Regions from separate parts of the Mus musculus genome. Here region 1 is linked to region 2. A link is a contact called in public promoter capture Hi-C data. All regions are on one chromosome and are shown on one strand. Each heading gives the region's core, a stretch centred on a gene start, on an enhancer-like site or on the middle of the called end of the contact. The rest is flanking DNA. Distances are from core to core; before and after follow the strand shown.

Evidence for each region. Promoter capture Hi-C pulls out the DNA fragments that hold promoters and counts their contacts.
Region 1: a promoter capture Hi-C map of liver shows a contact between it and region 2, with 2.9 times the contacts expected there. The contact joins the promoter of Zc3h13 here to the promoter of Med4 in region 2. A contact is called at or near these places in 2 of 39 promoter capture datasets (hippocampal neurons and liver) and 1 of 484 Hi-C or Micro-C datasets (B cells).

Annotation. Positions count from the first base shown.
Region 1 is chr14:75,283,027-75,285,943 of GRCm38.p6, reverse strand. It overlaps Zc3h13 (zinc finger CCCH type containing 13), which reads right to left and starts at 1,578. Exons shown (of 19, transcript NM_001359875.1): 1 at 1,279-1,578. Cpb2 (carboxypeptidase B2 (plasma)) reads right to left here. Exons shown (of 11, transcript NM_019775.3): 11 at 2,389-2,713. The coding sequence ends at 2,529.
Region 2 is chr14:73,508,664-73,511,363 of GRCm38.p6, reverse strand. Med4 (mediator complex subunit 4) reads right to left here and starts at 1,315. Exons shown (of 7, transcript NM_026119.3): 1 at 1,179-1,315; 2 at 143-209. The coding sequence starts at 1,303.

The DNA of each region.
Region 1 (2,917 bases), core at 329-2,828, 1.8 Mb before region 2:
GAAGCTGTATCCCTGGATTGAACATATCCAGGAAAACAAAAACAAAAACAAAGCAACACAAAACAACAACAAAAAACCCAAAAACCAAAACTACACTGTGTACAAACCTTATTTACATTATTTAAAATTAGCATAAAGTACTTTTATAGGATTTACATTGCACTATGTATTAGAAGTATAGAGATGATTGAAGGCATATAAAACATCGTTTTCCAGAAGGGATTTGAGTTTCTGCACATTTAGGTATCTGAGTCACCCCCTATGTGTTGGTATCAACTACATCCTACCAGATGCTCACACTGAAACTCAAGTTTCAGGGCACAACCGTTTGCACAGAAATTGTGACATTCCTACATCAGCTTGCTAAGTCTCCAGATGAAACTGTCATCTGATATAATCTAACTAAGAAGTTGGAGGTTATTTAAAAATTTATACGTCTGTGTTGCGAAATATTGTTGTTTGGATTCTAAAGCTAGTAATGTTAAGTACTACATAGCAAAACTAAGCATATAGGCAGAGCCGCATAGTGATCTGGACTAACTAAATAAACATATCACAGACTTTTAAACCCTTAAATGCCAAACTTAAAGGTCCAACCTTTTCAAATTATTTTTTTTTGAAATTCACAAACCAGGAGAGACTGTGCACGCCCATAACTGAAAGAGTTCAAATTATCTGAAGACTCCTAATAAAACGAATTAACTTAAGATACTGCCTCTCACAAGCAAGATCCTACCAATATCATCCAAGTATTTTCTTCAACTCTGAATACTTTTCCAGCCACATAAATGTCAACCTGCTTAGCAAGTGATACTGCCAGATATATCTTCTCCTTTCGTTCCAGCTTCCCGTTGCCTGGGAGTATAAAGATAAAACAGTACTCCTACACTCCCAATAGTATTTACTGCAGCCGGGAAATAAGCAAGACCAGGAACAATCAAAAGGACTCTCCTTTCTTCAATAGATCTGGAATACGTGAAGAAGGCAACTCTAAATCCAAGAAACACAACTGCTGCATCCTTTCACCACACACAAATGCGACCACCACACCACGGTATCCGAGTCCGCCTGCTTCCTGACACAGACTGCAGAATCACAACTGGAGCAACAGCCAGATCTAACACCAAGAGCCTCTGCAGAGTCAAGGGTGGGATGCTCAAACAGCGTTCAGAAACACAAGCAGCACAGAACAAGGCGAGCGAGGATGGAGGCCACAGCGCAGGACGCCCACACGAGCCGGGTCCAACGCCTCTTCCCATCCGCTCCCCGAACGCTTACCTCCTCTCCAAGCACCCTTGTAAGCGCAGTCTTCAGGACGTCCCTGACGCCTCAGCTCCGGCTGTCCCCGCGCCCGGCCCCGGGAGGACGACCAAGAGGACGTGCACGCGCGGCTCCCAGGGGCCGGCCCTCCTCAAGCGGGGCGGACGCCGGGAACAGGGAGCAGCGGAGCCGCCCGGATCTTCTCCCAGCTCTGGAGAGCTCCGGACACGAGACGAGAGACGCACAGAAGCCACTGCAGAGCAACGCTAAGACCACAACTCTGCCTGGCCGCTACACTGGCAGCATCTAAAAGCCGACGGAAGTCGCGAGTTTGCCCGACTCCTCCGCAGGCAAGGCAGCTTCCGGCCCCCAGATTAGTCGTCATCGAGTAAGCCCCGCCCCTCTCAGACCACGCCCCCTCGCGTCCGACGCGAGGGCAGTGCGGAGTGTGTTCCTGACGCCTGTTTACTAAGGTCTGGGGACACGGAGTCAGCGTGGGAGGACGGAGATTCTCAGTTGACTGAGATTCTGGTTTTCACCGTTTTCCATCGCATAAAGTGCTACTTTGTTTCGGCAGTAACCACCAGCCTGGTGCGTTTCGAAGCTGCAGATTTTGACAACCGCCCGTCCCCCGCCTGGGCCTGAAGCTGGAGCAGAAATGCACGGATTGCGTTTTCAAGAACAAGAGCAGAGACTGATTAAAATTTTAGGGTGCAAACCCTTGAGGTGCTACAGAGTGCCTTTGCTTTTCCTGCTTGGATCCAATGATCTCCGTAGATTTAGGGTAAAAGTTGCTTAGGAGGAGCTGGAGAGATGGCTCCAGCCGTTAAAAGCGGTTGCAGCTCTTTCAGAGACCAGGTTTGACTCCCATCCCCCACGTGACTGCTGACCACCTTCTGTAACCTTCAGTAACAGCGGTTCCCCATTTTCTTCTGGCCTCTGATGGGGGTCCAGCATAAACCTGGTGCTTAAACTCACACCCTCACGCCCCACCACACACACAGTACATCTTAAAACTGCTTAAGATAGCTGTTCATCATAAATCAAGGGACGGTGGGGTGGGACCAGTAGCTAACCTCTTAGAATAAAAATAATAAAAATAAAAATGTTAAAATACACAGGGGGCCATTTTCACTCTTAAGCTCAAAGTAGTGTGCTTTTTATTCTTCAACAAAACCAAGGAAACTGATTCAACTTAGAAGCTAATGCAACAGTTAAGTGTTGCTGAAATCAATAAAATAAAAATAATGAGAGCGGAGGTTAGGGCATTAAGTGTTCCTGATGACATGCCAAACTATTTTAGAGATGGCGGCCAAAGCTTCTGCACAAGTGGGTTTGATGTATCTCTCAGGCAGCAAGAATCCGTATCTGCCTGTATCTCGGAGCTCAATTGTAAACGAATATTTGATGCCCAAATCATAGATCCAATCGTCAGAACCTCCAGGAGCTAGATCTAAAAGAGACACAAAATATATTTATTTCATAGCAACAAACACTTTATTTCATTGTAGAAACGAAAATAGCTTCCTTCTGGATGTTACCTAAATTTCTTATCTGAAAGTTGTAGTCATCTAAAAGAAACCATGTTAAGAAAGAAAACACATGTTGCCCAGAACTCAACAATAATCTGATTAAGGAGTGATAACTGCCAATAACA
Region 2 (2,700 bases), core at 66-2,565:
CTAGAACTCCCTCTGTAGACCTGGAAGTCAGAGATCCACCTGCCACTCCCCCACAAGTGGTGGGATTGAAGGTGCGAGCCACCACTGCCCGGCATTAATAACTTTTTAATAAAAAACAAACAAACAACAACAAAAAGTTTACCTGGTTTTCCTCTTCCAGCTGTAATAGCTTCTGATTTCTTGAAATTGCAAGCATTTCTATGAGTTCCCTAAAAGAAAAACACCCATCACGGTATGGTGATACTTGCCTGTAAACTCAGTGTTTGGGAGGACTCAGACCAGCCTCAGATATCTAGTGAAACCTTTTCATAACACAGTAGAAACACAAAAGAAACTGTTTAAATTGCTCCCTGCCCCAACCGATTGTTGGGTTTATGGTCCTCCTAACATGCTGGACTCTCATGGTGACTACAAACACTTCAGCATTCGCTGGCTAACTGCACGTGATAAAGACTCAGCTGTGATTTACAAGAAAACCTCCTGACTCAACTATGTAGGTCTGTAGGCCAATAGTGCTGCCATTTGTGTAAATTATGTTTTCTTGTAAGACGGTGGCCATGGCTGCCTTCCCTTGATAAGACTTCAACTGATAGATTTAAGACTATCACGACGATGTGGAGTGTGACATCCAATTTACTCTATCTCGGCCACACACCAGCCAACCCCACTGTGCCCTGCCTGATGTTTCCAGGCTTTTTCAGATGATGGGCTATCTATCAGACGCCTAACAAATCTGATTTGACTAGCAGCCCATTTCTTGGGGACGTGTGCCCTGCTACCACCAGAATAGGAATCCCATCGGTGGACTGCAGGAGGCTGCGGCTCAACCCTTAGAAATCTGGTCCATAGCGTTTTAACACATTTGTCTCTCCTGTCACCCTGGGCTCCTTCGTGTTGGCATCTAGCCTCCCCTTGACTACTGGGGGGAAGCGTGCTTTTAAATGTCTGTTGCGTGTCAATGACTGAGGGGGCTCGGATCTGCCCCTCTTACCGGCTACTAAAGTTTTGACTGCCTTGGTTTCCAGGTCATGTGACTGAGATGTCCCCTTGGCGGGGAAATGCGGCCCAAAGCCCCCGAAGGCCCTAGACCCCACGTCCAACGGAGCCTCCCAAGCCCGCCTACCCAAGTCAGCGCCCACAGCCGAGCCGGCCGGAGCAGGCTCCCGGGCCGCGGTTACCTCGACAAGACCTCCAGATCTTCCAGCGCAGACAGAAGCCGCTCTCGCGTACTGCCAAGGCCGGCCATTCCCGAAACGCCTCCCATCCGCTCCTTTTCCTTCTCACCACTTGAAGAAGCCGCCATCGCCCCGCTGACCACCAGCCGTCGCATGCGCAGTGTGAGCTAGCCACAGGAGGGGCGGAACCGGAAGAAGGAAAGAAGAGTAATAGAGGTCGGGACGGAGAGGTCCGGCTAGAGCGCCGCCTATGTGCCTGGAGGTGCACTACAGTTCTAGCGCCATCTACAGGGCAAAGGAGGGCTTGTGACTCGTTCCAATCTGACATGCTCCAACCGGACCCAGGATGAGAGATGCAGTTCCCAGTCTCCTGGGTTTTATTTCCTCAGCATCAGTGGAAGGCTTCTAACAAAAGATTTTTTTTTTAAACTGGGGAAATTACATAATTATTAACTTCTATTTTGTCTGTATTCCGATAAAATCCCAGCCATCAAGTTTGGTCTCTCGTGAAGTTGTAGTAAACTTAGAGCAGGAAGTAAAATCTTTTCTTCCCTCCCCATTCCGTTGTTTGGTAGCAAAATACATATAATTGGCCTATAGACCAGGCTGGTCTCGAACTCAAGAGATCTGCCTGCATCTCGAGTCCTGGGGTTAAAGGGGTGTACCACCATGCCCCGCTACTAAAATTCAGTATCTTAACCATTGTATGTGTAGGGTTCACTGCCACTAAATTGCTGTTAAGCAAGGCAGTTGTGAGGCATGCCTTTAATCCCAACACTCAAGGAAGCAGAGGCAGGCAGATCTCCTGAGTTAGAGACTAGCCTGGTCACAGAGTGACTTCCAGGACAGCCAGGGTTACACAGAGAAACCTCGTCTCAAAACAAAACAAACAAACAAAAAATTGCGGCTAAATAACATCCCCAAAACTCTTCAACTTGTAAAATGTAAAAAAGGTGTGCTCATGAAGGTCTGACTTCCCGTTCCTGAAAACCACACTGTACTTTCTGTTTGTCTGGCTATTCTATGCATTTTGAATGAGTAGAATCACATGTTCTAGTTTGGGGCTTGGGGGTTTGCTTGTTATTATTTTTTGGTTTTGGGGGATTTGGGCTTTGTTTGGTTGGCTTGCTTTCTTTCTTTCTTTCTTTCTTTCTTTCTTTCTTTCTTTCCTTCTTTTCAGACCGAATCTTGTTGTGTAAACTAGTCCTAAACTAAGAAGGAACTCACTTTCTCATTACAGCCTACTGAATGCTGAGCCCCTATAGCAGGCTGATTCATTTAGCATAATGCTATCATGGTTCATGTACATTGGAATAGGTGCCAGAATACCCCTCCCTTGAAGTCTGAATAATACTTCCTGTATGTGCTAACCGTACCCCCTATCAGATGGCATTTAGCTGGGTTACCTTCTTGGTTTTCGGAACTCATCTTTAGGCCTGTATATCTTCCAACAAACTGCTCTGCTCTTTATTCAAGGTGACTGTTGAAATGAATGAATCAATAGTGTAAACTGTCATTCAAGAAA